Linked DNA regions of Mus musculus: region 1 is linked to region 2. A link is a contact called in public promoter capture Hi-C data. All regions are on one chromosome and are shown on one strand. The core of a region is the stretch at or near the end of the contact, and the rest is flanking DNA. Distances in the headings are between cores, read along the strand shown. Region 1 holds the start of Ascl4 (achaete-scute family bHLH transcription factor 4). Region 2 holds the start of E230014E18Rik (a long non-coding RNA gene).

Region 1 (5,877 bases), core at 1,679-4,178, 1.4 Mb before region 2:
GAAGGGGCCTTGTGAGGAGATGGCGCCTAGAGAGTGCTCACCAAAGTCCGTGCTCCTCCACTCCATCCCTCTCAAGCCAAGCTTCCTCTAAAGAAAGGGAATTCACGAGATTAGAAGGTGAGTATGGCTGGGGCATAGCCCAGTGGGAGGGCACTTACCTAGCATGTATTAAGCCTGTGGTTCAATTGCCACCACCACAGAAGGGGTAGATGGGTGGGGTCAGGAGCTTTAGAAATCAGTTTACAGCCGGGGGCGTGGTGGTGCACGCCTTTAATCCCAGCACTCGGGAGGCAGAGGCAGGCGGGTTTCTGAGTTCGAGGCCAGCCTGGTCTACAAAGTGAGTTCCAGGACAGTCAGGGCTACACAGAGAAACCCTGACTCGAAAAACCAAAAAAAAAAAAAAAAAAAAAGAAAAAAAAGAAAGAAATCAGTTTACCGTCAGATGTCAACAAGCATCTAGTGGTTTTACAGAATTCATAACTGTTTTGGTGAGGTAGAAGGAATGACCATAGTTAAATATTCAACACGCTAGAAAGCTTTCAAAGACAAATGGCTCGGACATGTAGCAAGTTCAACCCAACCCCATCGTCCATAGCTCTCTCCATTCAGCTCAAATGCCAAAAGGCACCGTGCATATTTGCTTTCCATTTGTCAAGTCAGTGTCAAACACCAAAAGGCACTAAGCATACTTGCTTTTTTATTTTTTCCAAGCAAAGGTTAGACGGGATGAGAACTGTACAGGGGAACACATAGACAAAAGGGCAAGAGAAACAGTGGGCAGAAACCGGGAGAGAAGATGGCCATTCAGAGCTCCTCCAAAAAGATCATTAACTTCGCGGCACTTTATTAGCTGCTAAAGTTTCCGATCTACCTCTTGCGGACGAAGCAAGATAGGTCAAGCATTGTCCTTTTTAGCACAGCGACGTTCAGGTCCAGCAGATGCTCCACAAATGTCTTATGGAGTGTCCTACCCTCAGTGAGGTGTTGAGATTTCCAGTGCATTTCCCAATTGGAAGGAATGAGTGAGAATGTTCCTCTCGCGTGAAGGACTGTCTCGTGTGTGTGTGTGTGTGTGTGTGTGTGTGTGTGTGTTTCTTCTCTGGCTAAGGTTTCTTAAAGTCCTTTGTGTTTTTAAAATCACCGCATAGATTTGAGATGGCCCTTCTGTGCTTCAAAAATACGAGAATTGAGTTTCCTTAAGCATTTTTAAGCTGCAAACTCGGAACCAATGAAGGTGAAAGGGGACAAAAAAAAAAAAAAAAAAAAAAAACCAAACTCTCTAAACATTCAATTACCTTTCTTTCCTAGATCCAGAAGCACTTAGTTGTTTTCTGGTTTTTGGTTTTGTTTTAAAGATCTAGGCCCGGAGAAGCAACCATGAAAGCCCAGTGGGCTAGGATGCTGCTAGCTACGCTCCTCAGACTCGCTGCAGGGCGAGGCTCCGGAGGATGCTTTGGACTCGCCATCGCTGTTGCAGTCCGGCCGGTGGCGCTCCAGCAGCTCCTGCAGTTGCTTGATGTAGCTGATGGCGGCGCGCAGCGTCTCCACCTTGCTGAGCCGCTGGCCCGCCAGCTCGCGCGGCAGGTGCTGGCGGAGGCGCGCGTAGCCCTCGTTCACACAGCGCACGCGCTGCCGCTCGCGCTCGTTGCGTTGGCGCAAAAAGGCGGGCTCGGCGACGCCCCCAAGCGGCAGGGACGAGTACGGCCGTCTCCGCGCGCAGTCCGCGGCATCCTGGCGCACCGAGACCCTGCAGGGCTCCCTCCCGGGCAGCGCGCCCAGCGGCGCTGTACGTAGCGCGGACGGCAGGGCAAGCAGTCCGGCCGATCTGCGTTTTTCCATTCTCTGCGAAAAAGCACGCAGATGACTCTCTCACCTTGAAGACGAGACTGGAAGCTGTCGTAGCGGAGATTCTGGTCCATCCAGACTTCCCGGTCTGTCTCTGGAGAAGTTTCTAGGTCCAGAAGTTAGGTACCTGAGCACACTTGGAGTGAACTTTGCATGATTTCCGAAGCAGGTTGCTCTTCTTGGGTCTTTATAAAGCTTCAGAGAAGAAGGGGCAAAGATAGAGGGCTCGCCTCATCAACGCTTGTATCCATGTGCTTCCTCTGATCTTAGTTTAAGAGTTAACATAGGGTTCCCAGCCTGGATAGACGGTCGCACTCTAAGCAGATTGATCTTTCAAAGCTGCCCAATTGTTGTAATTCACTCCTTGGGTCAGCAAGTGTGGCTATCCGGGAGCCCGAACTTGTTCAGGAATTGAGCAGAGAGCCTCCCCAGGCACTGGCTGATCGGCTGGCCAACAGAGCGAAAGTTTACTCCGGCGTTCTCCTTGAAAATCCAAACTTGACTGCCCTTTGTGGTTTCCGGCGTTCAGGTCTGATGGAAAGAGCTTTCAGAGTGTTTGCAAACATACCTCTCTGCTCTTTCATTTCTGGGGAGGTGGAGAAGAAGCGCTCATCAAAGGGAAGACTGCTCTCTTGTGGTTAGACGATGTGTCAAGTCCTCCTTGGACCTCCGGGGAAGCCCGAGGTTTTCTTCTGCGAAATAGAATCTTTAAAAACCAAATTAGACACTTTTCAAAGGAATCAAGAACAAAATATATGTACTTTAGCATCGAATGTAAGGATCCGCACATTGTGTTCTAAGGTATGTTTAACGCGGGGCCCTTTGTGCTTCTGCTGCTCTGTAAAAACACATCAAAAGCCCGAACAGTAACAAACACTTTTAGCCAGTTATTTCTCGGAGTGCTTACTGTAAACACACCTTTAGTCCTGCCTCCCAACCTCTTCTAATCCCACTCAGGATATAACAATATCTTCCCATAGCACGAAGTATTTTCCTATTGTACTCATCATTAAGTTTATTTCCTCCCCAGAGGACTGGAAAACAACATTTGAAAAGAAGAGAGCCCCAATCCCAAGGAGAAAGGATTTGGCTTTGAAGGCTTGTCTTTTTAACACTCAGGGCCCCGCCCCCCCCTCCCCCCCCCCCCCCCCCGCACCACCACCACACACACAAATGAATAATTAATCCATCTGTGCTGGTAAAGGGCTTTGAAGATGAAAGTGTCATTAAAAATCCAACTATACTGGTTAATGTCAAAGAGTGTTATCGCATGGAAAAATCAGATTTCCTGCAAACCAACACATTAAAGGCATCTTCTACTTGAAAAGTCCAACTTAAAAACGAGAGGCAAAACCCCCTGAATTTACAACCAGACTTGACTCTTTTCTGGAAGCTAGGGTGTTGCCCTAACATGTTGGGTTTTTTTTTTCTTTTTTCTTTTTTTTAAAGGAGCCCTCTGCTTCTATATTTACTAAAGTTTACAGTCTAACTGATCAGCCTGAAGCAATTGGAAATTTGCATCGAGGCAAATGAAATAGAAATAATTATTCCTTTTCGGTATCAGTTGTCCCATGTTAGATGTAGCTCCCTATGGGCTTATACTGGCAAACAACTCCCTGTGGCACCATGAGTTCTTACGTCATCACTTTTGCACTAGTTGAGAAAGCATTCCTATTCGCCAGGGTAGACTCCCAGACCATGAGTTCCTTCATAGGGCCAGGTCAAAGATTTTGAACTTCCTTGCTAAGAGTGACAAGAGAAAATGAGATAATTGAAAACGAACATGACATAGATCTGTTTTTATTTCCCAGATTGACAACAAATAAAAAAGCCTGCAAGTGGGGGTTGGGGGAAGAGGAAAAAAAAAAAAGAAAAAGCTTGCAAGTCAGGTGTGGGGGTGCACACCCTTTTATTCTAGCCCTGGAGAGACAGAGGCAGGCCAGCCTGGTTAACATAACAAGTTCTAAGCCAGTCAGGATTGTTTTTTATATTAAAATAAAATAAAATAAAATAAAATAAAATAAAATAAAAGCAGATAAAGGCTGACTAACAACTGCCCGTGTTGAGGACTTGTAGGAGGGTGGAAGCATAAATCACTCAAGTGTTTGGGGAAGGAATGATTATAATTCACAGCATATTTATTATGCCACCGCCTTTGATCCACAGAAAGAAATGCATCACTACAGGTTTATACGTAACTACAGACACACACCAAGCACAGCATTTGTAGTGAGTTAAAAAGGAGACCAGGGGTGTGCCTGGGGCTGCTTACCTATACAATCCCAGCTCTGTTGGGCTGCTTACCTATACAATCCCAGCTCTGTTGGGCTGCTTACCTATACAATCCCAGCTCTGTTGGGAGCCTTGGCAGGATGGCTGCAAGTTCAAGGCCTGCATAATGCTACCTGTAGATGTGCATTCCGGGCTGACCATGAGGTGTTGGATAACCAGTTGGTGTGCTTTTCTCTGGGGGAAGATTATGTCTCATCCTTAGTAGCCTGTAGTTCCCTGGGGAGGGCTGGGGCTTCAGGGGCTTTCCCTGTCCACAGTAGTGTGTCTATTGCTGTTGCTTTCCCCTATAGACACAGTAGTGTGTCTATTGCTGTTGCTTTCCCCTATAGACACAGTAGTGTGTCTATTGCTGTTGCTTTCCCCTATAGACACAGTAGTGTGTCTATTGCTGTTTGCCCTTGTTCTGCTCGTACTTAGACAGCTGTGTTAGCGAGTCTGACTTATGTGTTGAAGAATATATATGTTTATAATATCCATATATGTATGTTTCAACAATTAATAAAAAAAAAGAGACCATAAATTTGAAAAAGTTTGAGGAGGAGGTATATATGGGAAGGTTTGGAGGGAGGGAAGGAAAGGGGGAATTGGTGTGACTATATTATAATCTCAAGAAAAATATAAAAGAAATAACTGCAATTTCAAAAGTAAAATAAATCTTAAAAAGAAAAGAATGTTCAAGGCCTGCCTGGGCTGCAGAGTGAGTCAAAGCCAGAGAGGGCAGCCTGTGAGACTGTGTCCCAAAGCCAGTCAAGGTGGCCTGTGAGACTGTCCCAAAGTCAGTCAGGGCGGCCTGTGAGACTGTGTCTAAAAAGACAAAATAAAAAGAGGATGGTGCGCCGGGCGTGGTGGCACACACCTTTATCCCAGCACTTGGGAGGCAGAGGCAGGCAGATTTCTGAGTATGAGGTCAGCCTGGTCTACAAAGTGAGTTCCAGGACAGCCAGGGCTATACAGAGAATCCCTGTCTCGAAAAAAATAAATAAATAAAAATAAAAATAAAAAGAGGATGGTGTATGGTGGTGGTGCACACCTTTGATACCAGCACCCAGGAAGCAGAGGCAGGTGGATATCTAGGAGTTCAAGGCCAACCTGGTCTATGAGTGAGTTCCAGTACAGCCAAGGCTATCCTGTGTTGAAAAACAAACAAACAAACAAACAAACAAACAAACAAACAGTAAAGAGTTGGAGTTATCCTTAGGTTCTGTTCCAAGGAAGTAGGGTGAAGAGGACACAGGACACAGTCTGAATACTTCTCCATAAAGAAAAGACTAATACAGATTTCATGTTATTATTAAAAGTAACATAGGTATTTTTACATATGCAATGTGTAAGTACTTACAGAAATATAAAAAATGTTTAACACAACAAGGCAAAAAAAAAAAGAGAAAATTTCAGACCAATGTTTGCAATAGAAACATGAAACAATTTTACATGATTTATTCATTTTTGTTTCTGCTTTTGAAACAGGATCTCACTCTGTAGCCCAGGCTGGCCTCTAATTCAAGCTCTTCCTGCCTCAGCCCCTTGACTGCTGGCGTAACACCATGACAGGTGTCATCTATGCCTTCAGGTGTTTGTGCAGACATGGAAAATGAAGTGGAAAGATGTATACTAAAATTTTGTTGTTGATTGCCTAGAGAGTATGTCACTGGGTATAGAAGTGTGATCATTGTCCTTCATCGATCTCACTACTGTTCACTTATTACAAATATCATGTGCTTTATATTTTCAATCTAATGA
Region 2 (6,207 bases), core at 1,283-3,782:
TCCCCACAACTCTGTGCAGGCCAGGCTTCTAAAGACGATGATCAGGTTTTCCACTGATACCCAGAGGCCCTTCTTCCATTCACCTCACTTGTTAGCAGATCCAAGTTCTCATCCCCCATTTCTAAATGGAGGATCAGGAATCCTCACAACAGTTAAGCCAAAGCTCAGGAGTTCCAAGATTCCCACCTCTTTCCTTCCCGTGCTGGGTAGTTTTATATCCACTGGACACAAGCTACAGTCATCAGAAAGGAGGGAGCCTCGTTTGAAAAAAATGCTTCCATAAGATCAGACTGTAGGCAAATCTGTAGGGCATTTTCTTAGTGATTGATGGGGTGGGGCAGCTCATTGTGGGTGGTTGCCACACCACCTCCAGTAGGAGCTGTGTGACAGACCAAGGTGATCAACCTCAAAAGGAGGAGGCCTCCTGGAACCGGTTGTGGAACTCTTCGCCGGAGAAAAAAATATTGAGCCGTAGTTCTTATGACAATCTATCTGTTTTGTTTTCTCTTATTCCTTTTCTTATTTACACGTTCCTGGCAGCCTAGGCCAAGATCTTAAGTGAGAATAATGGGTAAGAAACCATCCCTAGAGATGGGGGTCACTAACATGACCTTATCCCCAGGGAAACCAACGCTTTACTTTCTAAATCATTTACAAAGCTATTATGATAGATAAAAACTTTCCCAACAATAAAATCTCATATGGATACATGTGTGTCATCAGAGATGGATTTTGGTATATGGTAAAGAAAGCCTTAATTAGAAAGAATTACAATAGTTTAAATTTATACATTGAAGATTTATAAAAAAATCAGGCACTGGATATTAAATAATAATTGACCATGGGGCTGGAAAGTTAGTTCAGTGGTTAAGGGCACTGACCGTTAAAGATTTATTAACCTGCTCCTGGAAATATGCCACAAGCCTTGGATGACAGCGCCCACTGAATACATCCTTTTAGAATTGTTATATTTTGATGATTTATAATGATGTTACCTGTTTTGTTTGTGGTTCACTAAATACATAGTTTCAGAGTTGTAATGCTTGGATAACTTTTGTGCTTTACTGTGCCAAATGATTTTTTTTTGGTATCTGTGATTGTTTCATTGGATATAGTTTCTAAGAGATGTAATGTTTGGTTTTTTAATATATAAAATCCCCTGCTTGGGAGCTGCAAAATACACTCAGATTCAAACTGCCTCTATGTTTCTGTTTGTCACTGCCAAACTCTTACCCACCTAGCTTTGAGGACCCTCATTCCAGGGACCCCATACCCAAATGGGGTGGTCCATGGCAGGTGGTACCATTCCTGGCCTGGTAGCCCTGGGTTCTATAAGAAAGCAGGTTGACCTGGAACTCACTCTGTAGACCAGGCTGGCCTCGAACTCAGAAATCCACCTGCCTCTGCCTCCCAAGTGCTGGGATTAAAGGCATGCGCCACCACTGCCCAGCCAAGACTACACAGAGAAACCCTGTCTCAAAAAAGAAAAAGAAAAAGAAAAAGAAAAAGAAAAGAAAGAAAGGAAGAAAAAAAGAAAAGAAAGCAGGCTGAGCAAGCCATACAGAGCAAGCCAGTAAGCAGGACCCCTCCACGGCCCCTGCATCAGCTCCTGCCTCCAGGTTCCTGCCCTGTCTGAGTTCCTGCCCTCACTGCTTTTGACGATGTACAGTTGATACAGAACTGTGATTGAAATAAATCCTTTTCTTCCCATTTGCTTTTTGACCGTGGTGTTTTATCATAGCAATGCTCACCCTAACTAGGACACTCTCCCTTTCCACATCACGGGGGATAAAGCCTTAACACACCACCACCCTCTCTTCCCAGCCTCCTCTTTACCCCCATAACTGGGGATCGGAGGCTAATCACCAGCAGCCTGGTTCATGGCTCATGATACTGCGGAACACCACTCTGCTGCACATGAAGGAGACAGACAGCAAGACAGATGGAGTCCTGCCTTCACTGTAATCCTGGTCCAGTGGGGAAACAGGAAATGGCCGGAAGAAATGAAGACAGGTGTTTGTGCCTCACTGCCCTTCCTGTCTCTGGCTTGTCTTTGGGGACTCCCCCATAGATCACAAGCACAGCCTTTCCCAAGTGTCTGTCTGTCTGTCTGTGTCCCCTTCCCACTATATCTTCCATGCCTACCTCTGGCTGGCTCCTGCCATCAGCTCCTGGGGATCTCATGAGGCTGTTTTCCTCTGTTATGACATCTCCAGCATCTTCCTCCTTTCCTAATCAGACTGCTCCATCTCTGAACCTGAACCCTAAGCCGACTTGAATGCTCCACCCAGGACCCCACCCTCCAGGCTGCTGGTCGGAAAGCCTCTTCCCTCTGTGCTACAATGGCTTGCATGACTGCTTTCTTGCTGGATGGCACCCTCCGTGTTTGGGTCTTTCATCTCTGTATCTGCAGAGAAGTTACCATGCTTGGTTCTAGGAGGCGTACCAAGTAACTAACACTTCCTGAGTACTGAGTATGCACAGTCATTCTTCTAAAGGCTTTATGACAGCCACACAGGGAGGCACTATGTTTAGCAACCCACCCTGCCCCACCCTGCCCCGTTTCTTGATAGGTGAAGGCTCCAAGGAGGCTAAGTACTTTGTTCAGAACATTTCCTGGTCATAGTAAGTGGTGAACCAAGTCCCCCCCTCCCAATGATGTGCTATAAAAATGGAAGACTGAAAGCAAAACTCTATTCACCTATGTATTTTTCAGTTAGTGAGTACATCAGTGTCTAACTGTGCTGTGCTAAGCAAAGAACACTTGTATTTACTTAGAGCTCTATAAGAAAGCAGGCTGAGCTTACTTGGAGCTCTACGTGTGTGTGTGTGTCTGTGTGCATCTGACACATGTCCAGGCCTTCAGAGGTCCGAATAAGGTGTCAGATTCCCTGGAATTGGAGCTGTGGATAGTTGTGACCTGTCCAACATAGGTGCTGGCAATGGAACCTGGGTCCTCTGCAAGAGCAGCAAGTGTTCCTAACAGCCGAGCAGCCGAGCCATCTCTCCAGCCCTTAATTAACTCCATGACCCTTTTTGTATGTGAGGGAAATTTCCCAGTTAAAGGGTGTGTGATTGTGTGTGTGTGTGATTGTGTGTGTGTGTGTGTGTGTGTGTGTGTGTGTGGTGTTGCAGGATCTTACTATGCAGCCTCAGGCTGGTCTTGAACTAACAGTATTCTCCTGCCTCAGACTGGTCCTGGGATCAAAGGAGCATATCAAGACAGTTGGCCCTATGGTCACTTTTTGTAAGGAGAAGAAACACAGGGAGAAAACTCACGCATCAGACATACGATAGTGTAAATCAGAAAGCCCATGATAACCGACTCACCACCAGTCCCTGTGGGCCTGTAATCACGATCAATCAACGTGAATAATTCTGATAGGGACAGACCATGCAACAAACAGGCCTTGCATAGTAAAGATTAAAGGGGCTCAAATTAAACCTTCGTCTTTTTTTTTTCCCCAGATGGGGAGACAGCCTCAGAGAGAGGAAGTTGTTCACCCAAACTGCTCAGACCAACTGGTTCAGGAGACAAGACAGGGCCTTGTTCCTCCTCCCTGGTTACTTGTCTTGGCCCCGTGCCAGCCTAAGTAACGATTGGAAGCGCCGGGCAGCAAGTGAAGGATCAGAGCTGCTGCAAAAGGTGTGGCACTTCCTCTAGGCTGTGCCAGGCGAGCGTGTTGGTTCCTGACACCCTGAGCAAGGCCGATTGGGCAATGGGCCTGTGGTGAGGGCAGAGCCACCTGTGCTGGGGTACTTGGTCATGTTCTGTGGAAAGTGATGGTTGCACACTGGGTGCAGCTTCCCCTGTCTTAGGCCATGTGCTCGCATGGAGTCAGTCTTAGAAACACCGATATTTAGAAAGTTCCAACCTCTCATTTTCTTAATTGGCTCTCATGGGGAGAGGAGTTCCGAGGTAGAATTATAAGGTCAGGATGGAGGACACTGGATGAGGGTGCTGGTCTGACAGGCTGTGCTGCTCTGGGTAACTTGCCCCTTTTCTGAGCTCCACAGTCTTTCTCACCTTCAACTCTCCTTGACTCTGTAGCCTGTCCTGATTCTTGGGGAACTTCCTGAGGGTAGGACTGGGGAGGAGGGCTGGAGGGCTGGGGAGAATGGAGGAGGGCTGGGGAGGATGGAGGAGGGCTGGAGGGCTGGGGAGAATGGAGGAGGGCTGGGGAGGATGGAGGAGGGCTGGAGGGCTGGGGAGAATGGAGGAGGGCTGGGGAGGATGGAGGAGGGCTGGGGAGGAGGGCTGGAGGGTTGGGGAGAATGGAGGAGGGCTGGGGAGGAGGGCTGGAGGGTTGGGGAGAATGGAGGAGGGCTGTATAGGTGAGGAGGAGGGGTAGAGATTGGCCGTATCCCTGGGGGTGGGGGGAGGTGAGTGGCTTTTGTCTGAACCAAGCCTCTGTTCCCACCAGAGACTGACACACAGCACCCCCTTACTTATTGATATGAAGTGGACGAAGTCTCTTCACCTTGAGATGGTACAGACCCATCAGGAAAAAAATCCAAGGCTGCTCAAGCTACTGAATTTTTTCTGTTAGGAGGTATGTGGTTCAGCATCAGGGGAGAATGTGGTGCCATCTAGTGTCTGATCCTGGGATCACAGGAATGGTATGATTTAAACTCTGGTGTGAGCTAGGGCATCATTACATACAGCCCCAAGGCTACTATTTGAAGAGACCTACACGTGCACTTTTCTGTGCTATAAACACCTTTACAGCACACACACACACACACACACACACACACACACACACACACACACACCCCTAATTAGTTCCCTTTGAGAACCTAATGATGAAGAGGTCTGTTCATATGAATCTTTGGAACATTGGCTCTAAGGAGCTTTCTTCTTCCCCAATCCATCTAGCCTGGAAGGTCAGGCAGAGAGACTTTTAGACCGGTAAGCCAAATTGGGATATTAGTATTCGGTGATAACCTCTCAAATTGTGCATGTGTTAAATGTCACACCCTGGGTGGGACACATGTTGTACAGCTCAGGGGATTGGCCAGGGGAATGGGTTGTCTCTGATAAAAAATTTGTTTCCTAAAATGCACCCGGGATCCGAGCCTTCAAGCTCATCCTGTGTACCCCATATTGGCAGTTAGGAAATTGGGTTCTGTGTTCAAACTCCAGCCACACCCCTACCAATCTGTCTGCCCGTGGAAACACTTCTTGTATTCTATGCCTGGGTCTCCCCACTTAACAAATGGATGTGAAGCCGGCGACACCTACTTACTTCATGGCGTTGGTGTAAGGTTTGAAGTACTTTCAAATCTTTCCACTTGGGACGTAACAATTGGCCACAGTGCTGGGAATGCTGGGAGCTGGGGAAACAAAGCTTGTAGCAAACTGTCGCCTCTAGAGTCCATGGCTCCCACCCACTCACTCTCACTGATCTCTTAACCCATTTAGGTCTCTGGCTCCTGAAGGCACTGGGAGGTTTTTTTGTTTTGTTTTGTTTTTTTTTGTTTTGTTTTGTTTTTTTTTTTGTTTTTTTTGTTTTTTGTTTTTGATCCTTGCAGTTTCTGAGATGAATACATGGAAATTGTTACCCTGAAGAATGGAAGCTTTGAGCTTTGCGGGACTCTTTTAAGGCCTGTGATGTCAGAGCTTCATACATCAAAGAGCTTTGGGTTTTCTTGTTGCACTGTTGTTGGTGGGGGGTGTGGAGGGGGCGTCTTCTAGCTAAGAGTTCAGGCACAGGCAGGTCCTCCCTCAGCCCAACCTGGCCTCTGTGTTCTTTCTTACCAGCTTCCGGCGTCGTTTATCTTCTTCTCATACTTCAGAGAGGGAAACTGGGGTTCCAGTAAGCAAGAAGGAGTACAGGAGGGAGGGAAGTCTGCAGAGAGACAGCTTGGAGACAACACTTATGACTAGTCCCCAAGGAAGCCTTCATTAGGCAAGACTCCCACAAATCAAATGCCTCCCAGTGGTTGTTTCCATATGTGTCCAGGAGAGGGCAGTGTGGTGCAGAGGACAGGTTGGGGCCAGGCAGCTGGCCTTGATGGTTCTCGATCATTTTGTTGGGAAATCTTTGTTTTTTGTTGGGAAATCTTTGTTACCTGTCAGATATGAAGCTTGGCCCCAATTTTCCTCATGATCTCTTCTAGTGGAGAATTCTGTAATCCCTACAGGAGAGAACAAAGCAGAGTCAGTCAAGGATTCCAAGGAAATAAGAAACAAGGCCAAGCAGT

Evidence for each region. Capture Hi-C pulls out chosen DNA fragments and counts their contacts.
Region 1: a contact with region 2 is called in a promoter capture Hi-C map of adipose tissue. The contact joins the promoter of Ascl4 here to the promoter of E230014E18Rik in region 2. A contact is called at or near these places in 4 of 39 promoter capture datasets (hippocampal neurons, liver and pre-B cells) and 1 of 9 other capture datasets (adipose tissue).

The regions. Positions count from the first base shown.
Region 1 is chr10:85,924,453-85,930,329 of GRCm38.p6, reverse strand. Ascl4 (achaete-scute family bHLH transcription factor 4) reads right to left here and starts at 2,928. Exons shown (of 1, transcript NM_001163614.2): 1 at 681-2,928. The coding sequence starts at 1,839. The coding sequence ends at 1,405.
Region 2 is chr10:84,514,028-84,520,234 of GRCm38.p6, reverse strand. E230014E18Rik (a long non-coding RNA gene) reads right to left here and starts at 2,532. Exons shown (of 2, transcript XR_003948929.1): 1 at 2,146-2,532. It overlaps Gm34405 (a long non-coding RNA gene), which reads left to right and starts at 2,573. Exons shown (of 4, transcript XR_380642.4): 1 at 2,573-3,919; 2 at 4,425-4,553.